Regions from separate parts of the Sus scrofa genome. Here regions 2, 3 and 4 are each linked to region 1. Evidence: chromatin contacts called from public Hi-C, HiChIP or PLAC-seq and promoter capture Hi-C data. All regions are on one chromosome and are shown on one strand. Each heading gives the region's core, a stretch centred on a gene start, on an enhancer-like site or on the middle of the called end of the contact. The rest is flanking DNA. Distances are from core to core; before and after follow the strand shown.

Evidence for each region. Promoter capture Hi-C pulls out the DNA fragments that hold promoters and counts their contacts. A called contact is a pair of places that touch in the nucleus more often than the background predicts. HiChIP or PLAC-seq counts read pairs in DNA pulled down with a chosen protein or histone mark.
Region 2: an H3K27ac HiChIP or PLAC-seq map of alveolar macrophages shows a contact between it and region 1. The contact joins the promoter of COQ9 here to the promoter of HERPUD1 in region 1. A contact is called at or near these places in 1 of 5 promoter capture datasets (liver) and 1 of 2 datasets of contacts at active chromatin or transcription factors (alveolar macrophages).
Region 3: a contact with region 1 is called in a Hi-C map of liver, with 4 times the contacts expected there. The contact joins the promoter of ARL2BP here to the promoter of HERPUD1 in region 1. A contact is called at or near these places in 3 of 47 Hi-C or Micro-C datasets (embryonic fibroblasts, fetal skeletal muscle and liver) and 2 of 2 datasets of contacts at active chromatin or transcription factors (alveolar macrophages and skeletal muscle).
Region 4: a promoter capture Hi-C map of liver shows a contact between it and region 1, with 5 times the contacts expected there. The contact joins the promoter of MT-2B here to the promoter of HERPUD1 in region 1. A contact is called at or near these places in 1 of 5 promoter capture datasets (liver) and 3 of 47 Hi-C or Micro-C datasets (liver and skeletal muscle).

What each region holds. Positions count from the first base shown.
Region 1 is chr6:18,898,695-18,903,120 of Sscrofa11.1, forward strand. It overlaps HERPUD1 (homocysteine-responsive endoplasmic reticulum-resident ubiquitin-like domain member 1 protein), which reads left to right and starts at 2,477. Exons shown (of 8, transcript XM_021093900.1): 1 at 2,477-2,907. The coding sequence starts at 2,767.
Region 2 is chr6:19,371,133-19,375,558 of Sscrofa11.1, forward strand. It overlaps COQ9 (ubiquinone biosynthesis protein COQ9, mitochondrial), which reads left to right and starts at 1,920. Exons shown (of 9, transcript XM_003355802.4): 1 at 1,920-2,084. The coding sequence starts at 2,012. It overlaps CIAPIN1 (anamorsin), which reads right to left and starts at 1,953. Exons shown (of 9, transcript XM_021093909.1): 1 at 1,849-1,953. It also overlaps a transcript of CCL17 not described here.
Region 3 is chr6:19,205,083-19,209,508 of Sscrofa11.1, forward strand. ARL2BP (ADP-ribosylation factor-like protein 2-binding protein) reads left to right here and starts at 1,931. Exons shown (of 6, transcript XM_003126968.4): 1 at 1,931-2,275; 2 at 3,290-3,351. The coding sequence starts at 2,238.
Region 4 is chr6:18,642,668-18,647,093 of Sscrofa11.1, forward strand. MT-2B (metallothionein-2A) reads left to right here and starts at 2,458. Exons shown (of 3, transcript XM_003355808.4): 1 at 2,458-2,586; 2 at 2,866-2,931; 3 at 3,136-3,367. The coding sequence starts at 2,559. The coding sequence ends at 3,227.

The sequences.
Region 1 (4,426 bases), core at 1,227-3,726:
AAACTGCCAGGCCAATTTCCACAGGGGCTGTACAACTTTATACTCCTACCAGCCATGTATGCCAGTTCCGATTGCTCCATATCTCTGTTAATACTTAGTGTTGTAAGAACCTTCACTTTGAAAAAAGAGTTCCTCAGGGGACTCTGTCTTCAGCTAGGCTCTGGAACCTCTGGGCTGGACTTGTTGCATTTGCCTAAATTTTTTTTTTTTTTTTTTTTGTCTTTTTACAGCCACTCCAGAGGCATATGGAGGTCCCCAGGCTAGGGGTCTAATCGGAGCTACAGCTGCTGGCCTACGCCACAGCCACAGCAACGCCAGATCCAAGCCCCGTCTGCAACCTACACCACAGCTCATGGCAACGCCAGATCCTTAACCCACTGAGCGAGGCCAGGGATTGGATCCCAGTACTCATGGCCATTTTTGTCAGATTCTTAACCCGCTGAGCCACAACAGAAACTCCTAGACACTATTATTCTTGATATTTTACAGATGAGGACATTTAGGTACAGAGAGGGTGAGTAACTTGCCTGAGGTCACACAGCTCATAAATGGCACAGCTGAGTTTGAAACAGGCAGTCTGGCTCTGGACCCATCAGCTGAACCACTGAACTATACTTGCTCATACAAATTGTGTACACAAGTCCCTATTAGATTTAGTTAATAATTGCTGCCCTTATCATTTTTATTCAAATCCCACTCATCTTTCAAAGTTAAGCTCAAATTCCACCTCTTCCATCCAGTTTTCTCTGTCTCCCCTCTTCTCCACCTGCCTCTGTAACCCCTCAATGTAATCATGAATCATTCAGAGATGTATGAGATTTTGGATTGTCTTTTTTTCTGTTTTTTCCCTGTCTTATCACATTGATTATATTCGTAAGGTCACTGAGAATAGGGTCATTCCATGTTTATCTTTCTATTCCTAGCATTTAATGTTTTCATAAATTCCTGAATTTAATGTTTTTATAAATACAGTTGGCCCTCCACATCTGCGGGTTCCACACCCACCAATTCAACCAACTGAAGATGGAAAATGTTCCAAAGAAAAAAAAATTCCAGAAAGTTCCAAAAGGCAAAACTTAAAATTGCCTCGCGCTGGCAACTATTTACATAGCATTTACATGGTATTTATAATTCTTTACATTGTATTAGGTATTATAAATAAGCTAGAGATGATTTAAAGTATATGGGAGGGTGTACATTGGTTATATGCAAATACTATGCCATTTTATAGAAGGGACTTGAGAAGCTGAGGATTGGGGTAATGGGGGGGTGTCCTGGACTCAATCCCTTGTTCTATAGGCAGAAAAATAAAAGTCCTTTAAAAGGAGCTAGCTCATTGATTACTCAAGAGGGAATCACAGAAATTGGATTGCCTTTTCCCTAGGGAAAATCACACCCCTTTAATTTCTTACTATTGAGTGAAAATGGATGTGCTGTTTTAAGGACTTAATGTTTGTCGCTGCAGGCTACAGAAAACCATGATATATGGCATATATCTGAGTTCCCAGTGAAGCTGTTTTTTCCTGTCTGGCTGCCTCCTCTAAGGCCTTCCGCTTGTCTTACCTGGCCTCATAACCATCAGAAGGAACCAACCCTGCCTGACACCTTGATCTCAGACTTAGCCTCTAGAGCTTTGAGACAATACAGTTCTATAGTTTTTAACCACCCAGTTTATCTTAATAGACCCACCAACCAGACCAAGTTCCTCCTGACACACCTGGCAAAACAGACGTCCCAGCAGGATTAGAACAAATGGGGCAGCACAATGTCAGTTTTGTATGTCAAGACCTTTTTTTCCTACAGATGGAGAGTGCCTGCATCAGGGAGGCCTTTGTGGTCACATTTTTAGGACACTGAGAACCCTGCCTGCCTTGTCTCAGCCCCAAATTCAAGGAAGCATGTGTTAGTATTCTATGACGGGAGGCCCTTTTCTAGCATCTCTCAGCATAAGCTGGATTGTGGCCTGTTGGCCCCCCCGTTAGGGTGATGTCCCCACACTTGGGGATGTAACGTTCAAGTCTGAGGCCACAGATGAATGGCCAACATCAGTTCGGATGCCTGCATTCTCAACCCCAGGAAGACTCGCCCTTTATTTTCCTCGCCCTTCTAAAACGCACCAGGAGTGCCCTTCCGGGTGGGCTCACAAATAGGATCACCCCGGTTCTTTGAGGCAGGAGTCAGGGGTTGGGGAAGGCCTGCCCCCGGGGGGGCGGACCTGACCTCGCCCGCCACCCAGGGAAGGCAAGAGTAAGTGGGGCTGGGGTCAAAAGGGCGGGGGTGCTGCTTTGTGAGGAAACAATTTGCAGAGGCCGCCAGACAGGGGTCTGCAGGGCCGGCCCGCCCCAAAGCGCCTTGACCAACCCGAGCCAAGGAGCAAGACCGTATCCTCAGGGCCGAGGCGCCCATGCGGGCCGCTCGCACCCCAGCATGGCCAGCGAACGCAGATTCTGCGGCTGCAGCAACGACTCTGGGTGACGCCACGGCGGCAGGTTGCATCAGCCCTCGCCCACGTGCTTCGCCCGCCCTTCCGCCCACGGAGCCGGGCGCCGATTGGGCCACGTTGGGGCAGGGGCCTCCGCCTCAGCCAATGGGGGGCAGCCACAGAGCGTTCTGTCGGCGGAGCCCGGGCGCGGGGTCCCTATAAAAGGTAGCCGAGGTGGGGGCGCGCGCCCCAAAGACGCAAACCGTTGTCGCGGCGGTTGTGGGCTGCTGCGAAATCGTCTGCCTGGCATCCGGGAGCGTCGCCGAGCCCACAGCGCCGCCAACATGGAGCCGGAACCCGAGCCCGTCACGCTCCTGGTGAAGAGCCCCAACCAGCGCCATCGCGACTTGGAGCTGAGCGGCGACCGCAGCTGGAGCGTGGGCCGCCTCAAGGCCCATCTGAGCCGCGTCTACCCCGAGCGCCCGGTGAGAGGGGGGCCCCCGACTCCCGCTGCCAGCGCCCGGGCTGTCCACCTCGCGGCCCCTAAGGGTGCCGTGTCCCCCTCCCCTTTGCCTTTACTTCCTTTCGCCGGCCTTCCCCCGACGGCCGGTGCTCCCCAGGTCTGCTCTCCCCGACCTGTGGTCTCCCTCTTCCTGGCCCCCGTCCTAGCCCAGTGGCTGTCACTTCCTCGTTCCAGGCCGCCATCGCTCCGCCTTCCTGACTGGCTGCCTTCCCCTGTCGCCTCGCCTCCTAGGTCCCCAAGACCTCACACTCCTGCCATACCTGTCCATACCCCTTCGCTGCACCCTAGATCTGGCGTCCAGCCGTCCCCCGACCACTGATACAGCCCTTTGACCTTGAGCGAGTCATTTCACCCTCCAAGCCTCAGTTTCCCCAAAACGTCAGGGTGACGAGGTGTGTTCCTCGTTAGGATTGCGCCCAATGAAGACGAATGAGAAAACATAAAGGCTGCGAAATGAGTTCTCTGAATATAGCCCCTCGTTGCGGAGAGGAGAGGGCAATTGCCAACGCCAGCCAGTGGCCAGAGAAACATGGTGGGCACCGGGCAGTGTGTACTTAAGGTCCCACACCCAGGAGCAAGACGTGGCTCTTTCCCTCCCAGTCCATCTTCCGCCCTGGGCCCCTCCCTGTGAGCTGGACTCCACAGCCTTTGCTTAGTCGTAGGGGGAGAGTGGTGCACTTTCTGGTAAAGAGTGATTCGGAAAGGAAATAGGTGGAAGGAATCTCCTGAGTCTGGATTTTAAGACTGGGGTCTCTCAATTACAGAGATTTCCTCGCTTTGTTTTGGTTGACATGTCTGTCAATATCACCCTTAGCGCCGCCCTCCCCCCCTGCCCACCACGTGATGGAGGCTCTGAGCTGGACCTTCCTGTATTTACTTTCTACTCTAATATTATGTAAGCCTCAGCAGTGTGCTTCACCACCCACAAATGTAATTCTCCATCAAACAGGAGAGGGCATCAGGGCTGGAGACGATTGTGAAATCGTTCCTTCTTTGAAGAGTTGCAACGTGTCGCAGCTCATGGGTCGAATTGTTTTCGTTTCTCATTGTAGAGGATGTGGAAGTGAGTTTGCTGTCAGAGTCGTTCTTTTGAAATGTGCTTATTTATTTAATAAGCTCCCATTCCTTTAGCATTCGCCTTGGCACTGTTTGTAATTTCACCGTGGCTGCCTCCAAGAAACCAGGTGGCAGTGCTGCTGTGAGAATGGCTATTAGGTACACAAATTGGTGAAGCAGGTGTAGCGTTTAGTTGCGTCATTTGGTGAAAGGCAGTGCTTTGGAGGAGAGCGTTCCTTCAGGACTTCCTGGGGTGAGGAACATGGCTCTTAGGAAGTTTGAAGACCCACAGTTGTAAATAAAAGGGTCTCTCAGATATGTAAATTTGGGTTCAAAAATTATGGCTGGAGCATACTCATTTGCTTTCTTACGTGAGAAGCCTTTATCACAGTTGTTTACGTAGTTGTTTTTTTTTTTTTTTTTCA
Region 2 (4,426 bases), core at 670-3,169, 470 kb after region 1:
ACTAATCTTCTAAGGCAACAGGGGGCTCATAAAATACATTTATTAAACATTAACCCTCAAAAAACAAGACAGAGCCACCACCCTCAATCAACATTTTCCGAATAAAATGGGACACAATGCTCTTTCAAATATCTAAAAGCCAAAGGGCGATACTTTTCATCACCCGAGTTTTATGTTGTTGTTAATGTCTACTCTAAAAAAAATAAATAAGGAAGGAAAAACTGGCACCTAAGTCAACGTACTTATAAGTGTGACTCAGAGCCCAGTTTCATCAATAAAAAGAGGTGGTGGAGAAGTTATTGTCACGGCACTGGACCTGTCTGTTAAGCAGCTCTCCAATTCTGACTGCTGCACAGACATACCCAGGACCCTTCAAAAATGTCAGTGGCAGGTAGTGAAAGCAGACATCTGAGAATAACTTCCGGAGAAAGTTTATTTTTAAGGCACTCAGCAAACGTCAAATTTTGAGGCATCTGGCTCCTTTTAAGGATGAAGGGAGCCAAAAGAAAAAAATAAGGTGGAAGTCTGCTTATCAGTTCAAACCAGGGATCGAAACCTTTTAGGTCAAACGCATAAAGAATTCTGAAAACACTGACAGTTATCAGAAAGGAAAGTGTTAATTAAAATGAACTGACTGAAGCTTACAAAGAGCGACAGAAAAGGTGATAATCAGCAAAGAAACAGGAAACTCAAAGGAAAAGACACGGAATATTGGCCTTCAGGCAATTGACACATTCAAAGTTAAGGGTTTCAGAAAGGGTATCCAAGTGCTAGAATTTCCATAGGAAAGCTTCATTGGAAGATGGGTGGACAGTACTCAGAAAACAAGACCTCATGGAGAGATCAGTAGTGCTTCACTGAAATCCAGAAATATGGCACTGAAATTTTAATATTTGGGGAAGAGTTAGGCTTAGAGGGGTGTCCCCCACACCCATTCAGGAGAGAGTACGAGGTTTTGAGAAGACTAGATTTGATTAGGAATGTGCAGGATATGAAGCTAGGGTCCTACTGCACTTACTGTACAGAATGGTATGCTTAGTTAGCTCCTGCTGCCGGTTATCCCTAATCTCAAAACCATTTACTTCTTTCCACTACTAGGAAGACTTGCCTGGTGAAAGATTTCCCAATGAGGCCCAATGCATTTAAATTTCTGTTCAGTGACTAGACCATGACCTCCCTGAGTCACGGAGCGCTTGGCACTCATTGTCAGAATAAATGCCACCAGTCTTTCCCAAACTTGCAGATCGTGTAAATCACCCCCCTGGGGGGGGGGAGCATTTGTTAAATAAGATTCCAGATGTACTGAATCAAGTCTCCAGGAGAAAGACCCCCCGATATCCAATGTATTAAAAAGCATCCTGATGGTTTTTCCAATCTGGCAAGTTTGGGAATACTCAATTATACCAACTCAACACCTTGGAGGTTCAGGGATATCGTACGTTCAAAATTACAGCCTGGAAACTGAAATACCGCCCCCGGGCAGAAACTTCAGCTTTCCCGACATTTGAGAAGAGCGACTGAGACGCAAGGTCACAATAGCTGGCCACTGGCAGAAGTGGGTCTCAGACCCCGGTCCCCTGGGCCTCAGGCCGGGTCTGAAAATCAGGCAGCCCGGGAGGGGCAGAAGCCACCACGCCAAGAGCCTGGGGCAGGAGGGGGTCCACCCAACAGCTCGCATGGGTTTCCCTCGGGCGAAAGCCCTCCGTGGTTCTCAGGGAGGTGGCCATGGCCATGTTTCCGCTGAGACACGGAGCTGCGAATGAGAAATCAGAGGATGTGTGGCAGGGGCAGGCCGGGAGGGGGCCGTTGGGGAAAGTCGGGCTCTTGGACCACCAGGACAGCGCTCACCTGCGGCCCTGGGTTCGCTCCCCGTTCTCCGCAGCAGCCGGCTCCGCGCCTCGCGCCTCTCGCGAGAGGAGGAGGCTCCCGCGACGCAGGGAGGGCGGAAGTGGCCGCGCTGCGCACTCCCTGCTGCCCGTTCTGTCGCGTCGGCGGCGTGCCCGCTTCCAACATGGCGGCGGCGGTGTCCGGCGCGGTCGCCCGGGCGGGCTGGAGGCTCCTGCAGCTGCGGTGCCGCCTGCCCGGTGAGGGGGCTGCCGAGCCAGGGAGCGGGGAGGGGAGGGGAGAAGAGGGGTGCGCGAAGCCGAACCTGGGCTGGGTGAGGGGCGGAAGTAGGCCTTCGTGGTGGCCTGAGAGCAAGGTGAGGTGAAGGGCATAGCGGCTCGCGCTGGCGCCCGGGACTTGAACCGGCTGCGTGGCTGGCTTCTGACTCAGTTCTCCTGCTGTGAGGAGCCAGAGCGTCGGGGAAGGGCCTGCCACTCCCATTTCATGGAGTTGATGGAGCCACAGAGTGGGCTGTGGGCGCCGAAGGTCACACAGCTCATCGGTTGCAGACCGGCAGTCTCGTACCCAGTTTCAACTCCTTGGTCAAGTCCCTTGGGCCCTGGTCACGGGAAACAGCCGCAGAGCGCCTAGTCTGCTTTCTCCCGAGTCATTCCTTTCCCCCATCACTTCAGTAATTTTTCAGTATCCTCTTGCCACCATTACCATTATGTAGTAATTTTGTTTCTATGTCTGAGTTCCTAATAATAGAGGCGTTTACCTAAAAATGAAAGCTTTTTGTCAGTACCCTAAGTGGAAAACCAATGTCACCTTCCTTAAAGAGAATGTATGTACTAACATATTACCAAAAATATGTAACTAATGGAATAGTAAATATTCTTCTGCACTTCAACTAAAGTCATATGGACTACAGTGGTTCTGCAGTATTGCTTTGGGTCCTCCCATGTCCTTTTTGAAGTTTTATAAATATTTGCTCCATTTTTTTCCCCAGTTTGAGTATATACTAAAAAATTGATACTGTTCCACATACGTGCTGTGTTTCTTTTAAAAATCATTGTTTCTGAGTTGGTCTGTAGATTTAAAGAAAAAAAATAAGTGCTGTTTTGTTGTGTGTGTGGTGGTGGGGGGGGTGCTGGCCACCCCACAGCACATGGAGTTCCCAGGCCACCGATCGGATCCGGGCCACAGTTGCCACCTACACCTCAGCTTTGGCAACGCTGAATTCTTTAACTCACTGTGCAGGTGGACTGCATCCTAATGCTGCTGAGACACCACAGATCCCTGCATAAACTCCTGTTTTGTTGTTTTTATACAGAATTCCAAACTAAATATGTTCAGTAAAAGTAATGCTAATGACCCAGCAAATCTGGGTATTTACCCGACAGACGTAAAATCATAGGTCCATAAAAAGGTTTGAACAGGTATATTCATAGCACCTTTATTTATAGTGGGCAACACTGAAACAGCCCAGGTGTTCATCAGAATGATGTTTCTTTCTCTCTCTCTCTTTTCTTTTTTCTTTTTTGGCTGCACCTGCAAGCTTGTGGAAATTCCCTGGCCTGGGATTGAGTTTGAGCTGCATCTGCTTCTTATGTCACAGCTGCATCAATGCCAGATCCTTTACCTGCTGTGCCAGGTGGGGATCCAACTGGCAACGAATGCCACAGAGACAAGCCAGATCATTAACCCATTTGCGGTGGTGGGAGCTCCCAGATTATAGTGTTTCTTAATGGAATACTTCTCAGTAATAAAAAGTAATTGACTGGAGTTCCCTTGTGACACAGTGGGTTAAGGATCTGGCATCAACATCGCCATGGCTCAGGTTGCTTCTGTGACGCAGGTTTGATCCCTGGCCAGGGAGCTTCCACATACTGTGGGTGTGGCCAAAAAAAAAGTAACCTACCGATTTACACAAAGATATGAATCAGTGTAAAAGATATTCTAAGCAAAAGAAGTCTTACTCACCCAGGACATACAGTATGATTCTATTTATTTATTTTTTCTGTCTTTTTGGGGCCGCACTCTCCACATATGGAAGTTCCAGGCTAGGGATCAAATTGGAGCTGTAGCTGCCAGCCTACGCCACAGCTCACAGCAACACTGGATCCTTAACCCACTGAGCGAGTCCAGGGATTAAACCTGTGTCCTCATGGATACTAGTCAGGTTCTTAACCTGCTGAGCCATGACAGCAACGCCACACCATCCTATTTAGGTGAAATTATAGGACAGACGAGACTTGAGTGAAACATTCAGAACAGTGTGGTTGGGGAGTGACTGGGAAGGAATAAGAGGGAATTTTCTGGGATGATGTTGATCTCTAGGTAGAGGTTCAAGTTAGGCCAGTGTACACATTTGTCGAAACTCTGGATTGGCCTGTTTAAGCTGTGTGCATTTCATTGAATATAAAAATGTCATCTCAATTAGAGAATAGTAAGTATGGAACACAGGTTAATGATAAGTATGCTGAAACTGTTTAGAGAGAAAGAATACTGAAGTCTGCAACAAATGCATCACAAAATCAGCTGGATTGAGGAGTTCCCGTCGTGGCGCAGTGGGTTAAGGATCCGGTGTTGCCGTGAGCTG
Region 3 (4,426 bases), core at 681-3,180, 310 kb after region 1:
TAGTACTCACTTCATAGGGTTTTGTTTTGTTGTTTTTTTTTGTTTGTTTTTTGTTTTTCTCATAGGGATTCAGATATTTTACAAGGAGATAATGGTTTTTGTTTGTTTTTTTCTCTTTTAGGGGGGCTGCATCTGCAGCATAGTTGCCAGGCTAGGGGTCGAATCAGAGCTACAGCTGCTGGCCAACACCACAGCCACAGCAACACCAGATCCTTAACCCACTGAGCAAGGTCAGGGATGGAACCTGAATCCTCATAGAAACTAGCCGGGTTTGTTACCACTGAGCCACAATGGGAACTCCTGAGAAAATGTGTTTTTAAATGTTTAGCATGGTATCTGGCACATGGCTGAGTAAGTGGGTACCTGTTATCTTTATTCCCATTTGTTCTTGGAGCCAAAGACAGTGACATGGATTAAAGAGGGCCACAAAATTCTTTGACGTTCCTCTCCTCTATAAATGAAGTTTATGTCATCTCCCCTTAAATCTGGGAGGGCTCTGTGTTTGACCAGTTGAATTCAGTGGAAGTGATAGGTGCCTGTTTCTAGTCCTGGACCTTTTGTTAACTGGCAGTTTCCACTGTCTCTTGAAATATTTGCTCTTGGACCTAGCCTCCACAGGGCGAGAAAACCCAAACATGCCCGAGGCAGCCCCCCAACCCACCCCACCCCACCCTGTAGTCCTCTGGCTGACAACCACAACTGAGTTGCCACAACCTATACTAACTTGCCAGCCAATGAGTTAGCTTCTTGGAAGAGGCTTCTCTAGCCCCTTTCCAGCTGCCCCAACTGATGCCAAGTGGAACAGACTAGATGCCCCTACCACATCCTTTCCAAATTGTAGATTAGCGAGCAAAATAATTGATTTTTTTTGTTTAGCCAATACGTTTTTGGATGGCTTGTAACAACATTAGATAACCAGAACACCTGACATTAAGTTTCCACCTCCACTCTGATCTAGTACATGTATTTGCAATAGAACATGTGGGCAAGTTCATTTGGTCCAGCAGAAGTACATGTGGTTTATAGTAAAAGCAAGCAATGAGGAAATTTGCTGAGTTGCCTTGACCAGTGTTTGACGTAACAGAACTCTGCTCAGTTGTTCAGAAGATCTTTCTAGATGCCTGCCCTCTACTTAGTGCTTGCTGAGCAGAGGTAGTACCTCTGAAAATTGATCTCAACCTGGATACAGTTGTGTTAAGGTAACTTTTTAGTTCCACATCCTACTGGTATCTATTTGATGTCCATTCAAAGATGTCAATTCACTCAAGCTGGCCAAGAAAAATCAGGTCTAGGGTATTTTTTTTTGCAAAATTTGGCAGTTTGGGAGGGGACTTTTCCTGGAGCAAAGTCACCTGACTGCGTTGGCTCAAAGTGGTTCTGTCAACTTTTATCTTGCCTAGTTACCCAAGAAACCAAATAAGGTTCCCGCCAAATAATGTTTGATATCATATGACTATGACATTTATGATGTGTACTACAAGTCATCTTCTTGCGGTGGGGCTTTCCTTCCACGAGGAGTAACTGCCTCGCAAATCAAAAGTCTACATTTTCTGGCTCAAACGCTAAGGTATTGGCTCTCAAGAGATTTTCGATTTACAACGCTCTTAAAACTCGGAAACTAATCAATCGTCTTCTCAAATCTTCTAACTCATTCCCAAATTGCAAGTGAGGAGGAAATCTAGGTTCTCTCTGGGCGTCAATATCTCCCTTATCAAAATGGGGGCGACGTGAAATTTAATCTCCAGTCAGCATGAGCAGACCTCAGCGAGGCCCCTACCTGCCCACCGAGGGCCACCTCCCTTCGCGAGCACCCATTCCTTCCCCTCACTTCCTCTCCCTATCTTTGTCCCGCCCCTGACGTCGGGCAACGTGCGCCTGTGATTGGCTGCCAGGACCCGCAAGACGGCGGAAGGGTCGCGGTGGCCATGGTAACTGGAGGCGGGGCGCAGTAACGGACGCCAGGACGCCGCTGTAGCAGCTAGATACGCAGAGAGGCCAGCCGGGACGAGCAGGCCCGGCCGGCGCGTGGCCACAGCCGGGAAGCCCGAGACCAGGGCCTTGCGCGCAGACTCTAGCGGGCTGGGCCGTGAGCCGACCGCGGCCTCGCCGTCGAGACCTCCCTGATGACTGTTGGGGCTCTGCAGAGCGGAGCAGAGACTGGGCCCGGGTCGCGGGCGCGGTAGGAGGCCGGCGTGCCCGCTCTCCTCCTCGTGGTGGATGCTGCAGCGGCGGCGGCGATGGACGCCCTAGAAGAAGAGAGCTTCGCGCTGTCCTTGTGAGTGACGCTGCCTGGCTGGAAAGACTGGAGGCCGGGCTGCCGACGCTTGGCCTCGGCCTCAGCGCTGTGAAACGGGTATCCTCGGTGGGGGTGGGTTAGGGGAACCCTCAAGGCTCAGCCCCAGTTTCAGTGGTTGATTCTGCCGCAGCGGCGACGGCGGGATTCAGGCCTTAGGGACCGGCTTGCAGGGCCGTGTCATGCGGTGATCCACGCATCTATCACAATCCTCCCCTCCCCTCCCCCACCTCCAGTTCTTAGTCGTCAGCAAAACCTGGCGAGTTTGAGCTGCAGAGGCCCGACCGCGGGTCGGAGGACCCTCCATCACTACCACCCCCAAGAACTCCCGATCTAATTGCCTCCTCCCTGGCCAGTGTCTTAACCGCACCAGGTTTACGCCAGCCCACAAGCAGATAGGTGTGGGGTGATAGCTAAGATGCGGTGAGTAGAACCCAAAGGAAATAAATAGGAACCTTAAGATGTCCCGTGCGTGCTTTTGCTCCTTATGTCTCTTTTGGTAATTCCTTGTGTTGTACTAGGTTTCCTATTTTCTTTTTTTTTCTTTCCTCTTGTTTTTGTTTTTGCTTTTGCTTTTTATGGCTGCACCTGTGGCATATGGAAGTTTCCGGGCTAGGGAACAGCCACAGCAATGTAGGATACAAGCCGCGTCTGCAACCTACACCACAGCTCAAGGCAACTCTGGATCCTTAACCCACTGAGGGAGGCCAGGGATGGAATGGATACTAGTTGGGTTCGTTTCCACTGAGCCACAACAGGAACTCCCTGTACCAGATTTTCTGAAAATGGAGACATTACATTCACAGATGTGTCAAGTGTGTTTTCTTCTATTTGGAATTGCTAGATTAAACAATAATCATTCTTAATTCTTAAAGTTGGGTGCCTGGAAGTTTGCTTTGCTGTTTTTTCTTTTGTGCGTTTTTGAAAATTATCTATAATACGTTTTTCAAAAAACAAATTATTTGAAACAGCATCTAATCCAGGCCTGTTTTTCAGCTCTTCCGCCTCTGATGCAGAATTTGATGCTGTGGTTGGCTATTTAGAGGACATTATCATGGGTAAGCTTCCTTACTTGTGCTCTTTATTTAGAACCTTGTTTTTAAGGACATTGAACTCCATTTGGAGAGTTAGCTTTTTATTCTTTATTTTTTGGCCTCACGGGTGGCATGTGGAAATTCCCAGGCCAGGGATTTAATCCCAGCCACAGCTGGGACCTACACCACATCCTTAACCCCCTGTGCCACAAGAGAACTCATGGAGAGTTAATTTCAAAAGTAGAGACAACATCAAGCTTGCATATATGCTACATGTAGCAAGCACACTGTAATATGAAAAAAGCCTTTACTGTGATTTATCTGGGAAGCATAGAGCCTTAAAACAACTAATAACCATCATAGATTCAGTCCCAGGAATGGACTTATTCAGATAATGGGGCACCTAGAACTTACAGGACTCTTGGAAACTAAAGACAATATTAACCTACTTTATTTCAAAGAGCAATTTCGTCTTTTGTCTTTTTGTTGTTGTTGCTATTTCTTGGGCCGCTCCCACGGCATATGGAGGTTCCCAGGCTAGGGGTTGAATCGGAGTTGCAGCCACCGGCCTACGCCAGAGCCACAGCAACACGGGATCCGAGCAACGTCTGCAACCTACACCACAGCTCACGGCAACGCCGGATCGTTAACCCACTGAGCAAGGCCAGGGATCGAACCCGAAACCTCATGGTTCCTAGTCGGATTCGTTAACCACTGCGCCACGACGGGAACTCCTCAAAGAGCAATTTCGTTTTTTCAGTCTTGAGTTTTGATATTTTTGTGACATAAAATACAGTGTAATACCAAAGCACGCGTATCCGGGTCATACTTCATTTGGTTGCATATTTAACTGGGTTCTGATTTGTGGATTCATCTTGGCATCTATAAGTCCTACTAAAGTAGTGAGCACTAACAGGCACTAACTAAGACAAATATGTGGGAGAGAAAAACCTGAGAAAATTTTATCTGTTACCTTCAAATTTTCTGAGAATTAGGAAAAGAATACTTGTTTTTTTGCTGCTTAGTCTTGTTTAGTGAAAAATCACTACGTTTTAGTACCTTTGGGTTCCATAAAGATTCATGCCCTTAACTCCTAAGT
Region 4 (4,426 bases), core at 1,208-3,707, 260 kb before region 1:
GACTCATACAAATCTGCGGATCAGATGGGTGCTTTTCCTCATCTAAGGCTGGTTGGCTTCTTTTCCCTGACCTCCTACCATGTGAGGAATGCAGGCATTAGGAAGTCCTTCCTCTCCACCTCTGTCCCCCACACATGGAGGCTTCAGGGTTACAGAGATGAGCAAAACTGGGCCTGGGCCCCCCTTCTCCTTAGCTGGTCATCCCTCCCCTCACAGACTCAAAATGACTCAAAGGTGACAGCTTGGATGTGAAAGCAAATTTTACTGCCCACACGGATGGCCCACATCTAGGATTCAAAACTTTTCAGGGCAAAAACAAGTCTTATGGTCTCTTCATACAGTTGAGTTGTTTCCCCTGAGTGGACAGTGACCTCTGATTTATTAAAAAACCAGAAATTATGGCTTCTGTAATGTGCGTGCATATATAAAAAACAAGAACAAAATCTGCCCATAACCCAAAAACAGCCCTTCCCTGCTCAGCCCACGGGGCTGCCAGACGCAGGGAGATTTCTGAGCCCTTGGCTCTAAAGTCAGAGGATGCTTGAATGTGACCCTCAAATTCTAGCACAATCTGATCATTTGACAGATGAAGTCTGGGGAGCCCTAGCCCGTAACAACCTGAGGTCCTTCAGCAAGTGAGCGGCAGAGTGACCATTAGAATTTAGTCCTTTTCATAGTCAACTCCCCTGCATTTTCACCTGAGTGAGCAAGCACACAGTTCCCAGAGTGGTGAAAAACAGGTTTTTTTTTTTTTTTTCATCTTGTAATCAGTCCTAATGCAAGGGGTGGGGCTGGGAAAGAAGGGAGACATTGAGAGAATTACCCTTATTAATCGATTCGACAAATATTTATTAAGCACCTCCTGCAAACCTGGCCCTAAGCTAGGGGCTGGAGGTACATTTCCGGAGCAGTGCGTGCTCTTGGTGTTTACAGCATCGGGCTGAGGTGCAGAGGGACACAGATACCAATCCAAGAACCACACACGTTCCTACGTGTTACAGACATGGGAAGTGCCAGGCAGGAAAAGGACAGGCTGTTTACCAGCACATTCCACAGGCACCTTGACCTAGCGCGGGGGTCAGGATGGGCTCCCAGCAGGAAGTGATGTCTGACCTGAGCTGCAAAGACATTTCCAGAGGACTTTACAGTAAACACAGCAAGCACAGCCTGTCCTCCTCCCACCTTCTCACGAAACTCCCCGGTGCAGCAAGCAACGTTTCCTAAGCCCTCCAGGAACTTTCCAGTAACCCGCTGATGCTCCAATGACACACTCTGGGTATTCCCAGACACGTGTCAGCAGGGGGGGGCAGGATGTGCCTCCCCAGAGAGGAATGTGGACACCACATTCACTCGTCCCCTTGAGCAGCCACTGGGGAAGAAAGTTCTTGTGGGGTTTCCCCTTCCAAATATGCCAGGGCCATGCCAACTTTCCAGCCGGCCGCTTCCTGTATCTCAGCTCCTTCCCCTCCCCTGCCCAACAAAGACTTCCTCACCCTCAGGCCCCAGGCAATGGCCCACCTCCCCCCAGGCTAGACTGGGTTCCTCTCTCCGAACCTCCTTCCCAGCCAATGACCCTCGTATTAACTTCCCCACACACCAGTGAGGCTGCCCCCCTGACTATGAGCTTTTATGGCTCCTGATCCTTATTCTCCCCCGAACCTCCTTCCCAGCCAATGACCCTCGTATTAACTTCCCCACACACCAGTGAGGCTGCCCCCCTATGAACTTTTATGGCTCCTGATCCTTATTCTCCCCCGTTGGTGATGCCTACCCTTAGAGGGCCTTCAGCATCTGCTGGGCCCACTGATTTGAATGACCAGGCTCTGCCACTCAGCAGCTCTGTGACCTTGGGCAAGTTCCTTAACTTCTCTGGGCCTCCATTCTCTAAAGTGGGAATGATGAATAGTCCTTAGCTCACGGGGTTGTTGGAGGATTAAACAAGCGCTGGAACATAACACACTTACTACCGTCCCTACAGCATGGTGAAGCCCTCAGTATACAGTATGTCATCACTAACCATCCCACGGGTTTAAAATGATGCTACACAATTATTAAGCCTGGACAGGTACAAAGAGTTTTTTCAATCTGTCCTGACTTCCAACCGGTTTTCTTTTTTAGCAGGATCCCTGAGACCAGCTTTCACCTGCCCTCTAACCTCTAAAGTTCAAATACAGGGCAGGGGGAAGGCAGTGGCCGGGGACCTTGCCCGCAGCGGGTGGCAGGGGCCGGGCGTTTGGCACACGGCCCCTGGCCGCCCCCACGCGGCATCCGAGATTTGCGCGCGGCCCCTCCCTCGCCGAGGTGCTCACGTTGGGCGGCTTCTGGGAACCGTGGCCCCGCGGCCCGTGTGCACAGCCCGGTGCGCCGCACGGGCCGCCAGTGACTCAGCGTGGGGCGTGTGCAGGCGGCGCCCGGCCCGGCAGGGCTTTTGCACTCACCCCGGCTTCTTCCCGCTATAAAGGCGGCCCGCCGCGCGCTCCGCCCCAGCGCGCCGGCTCCACCTCCTCGCCCTCCTTCTTGCCGCGGTCTCCGCACGCCAGCCTCCGCTTGAGCTCGCCATGGATCCCAACTGCTCCTGCGCCGCTGGTAAGGAGATCTGGCCCAGGGCTGACGATTGATGGTAAAGCTAGAGAAGCAATTTCTGACTCCCCACTTAACGTTCAGGGTACTAACTGCCTTTTCTAAAGCGTTTTGATGCGCCCTCCTCTGAGTTACACGAGGAAACCCTGCCTGACCACTTAAGGAAATCAGAGTCCGTGGCTTACCTACGATCCCACGAATTGGTTGTGGAACCCGGTCTCTTGGCACGCATGCCCGCGATCAAGTCTCCAGGGCCCGTTCTTACATCTGCCTTTCTCTTCGCAGGTGGGTCCTGCACGTGTGCCGGCTCCTGCAAATGCAAAGACTGCAAATGCACCTCTTGCAAGAAAAGTAAGTGCAATTCTCTCTACGCCTACCCCTAATGCGCTCCCCCTCCCACCGTGTTGTTAGCCCTCTGCGTCTCCGAGGGGAATTTAAATAGGGCAGTAGATGTTTCTTCCTCAGCAAAGGCGGCACTTCTCCTGGGGAGGATGGGAAGCCTTATTAATCCCTAACCCCAAGCGCTCATCTCTGCTGCCTCCTTCCCTTCCCCAGGCTGCTGCTCCTGCTGCCCCGTGGGCTGTGCCAAGTGTGCCCAGGGCTGCATCTGCAAAGGAGCCTCGGACAAGTGCAGCTGCTGCGCCTGAAGTTGGGGAGACCCTGCCCCAGATGTAAATAGAGCAATGTGTACAAATCTGCATTTTTTAAATACAACCTGACCCGTTTGCTATATTCCTTTCTTTTTTCCCATAAAGTACATGAATGATAATAAAAATGGTTGGCTTTATTCTGGCTGTTTTCCTTGACTTGCTCACCAGGGGAGTGGGGAATGGACTAGAAGTACTTGGTTTCTGGATGGAAATGTTAGTCCCTTCAAGCCACGTTATCTCACTGAACTTCATCTTCTATCAAATGAAAGAGCCGTAGGCCAGATGCTATAAGGGTGTTGGGCTGATACAGAGTCTGCTCTGCTGGTGGCTCAGAAACTTCTCAATCCAGAATTCTCATTCTGCACCATTTCAACTTCACTTCCTCATTGGATTTTAGGCTTAAAAGTGACTAAAGAGGTGGAAAACTCCCCCACTTGCTTGAATCTAAATGGGGTGCCAGAAAAAAAATCCCCGTAGTGAAGGAACAAATTTGATTTCCTACCCATCACAGACAAGACTTGGTTTTTAAAAATTACCATAAAAATGCCACAGAAGTGGAATTCCTGTCGTGGCTCAGCAGTAATGAACCCAACTAGTATCCATGAAGACATGGGTTCCACCCCTGGGCTCACTCAGTGGGTTAAGGATACAACATTGCCACTAGCTGCAGCATAGGTTGCAGATGCAGCTCGGATCTGCATGGCTGTGGCTGCGGCGTAGGCCCACAGCTGCAGCTCCAATTGGACCCCTAGCCTGGGAACCTCCATATGCTGTGTGTGCAGCCCTAAAAAGACACACAAAAATATGCCATAAAAGAATGATACAAAGCCCGTGGTTTTAAATTCAACACATGTAATTTCAATAAATATATGAAGAACAAATAAGAGAGGTTTTAATGCTTTTTTTTTTTTTTGGCACGCCCTTGGCATGTGGAAGTTTCCAGGCCAGGGATCAAATTCACACCACAGCATCCACCCAAGCTGCTGCAGTGGCAATGCTGGATCCTTAACCCACTGTGCCATGAGGGAACTCCAAGAAAATTAGAAATTTTATAAACATTCATTGAAGGTTGAGCACTGGAAACAATTCATAAACAAGCCCCCCACATCCTGTATGGCACTGCTGCCACCTCCCCGGCATCCACACAGGAAATGTACACTTGGCCAGTTCCAGTGACCTGACAACCACCACCCCTA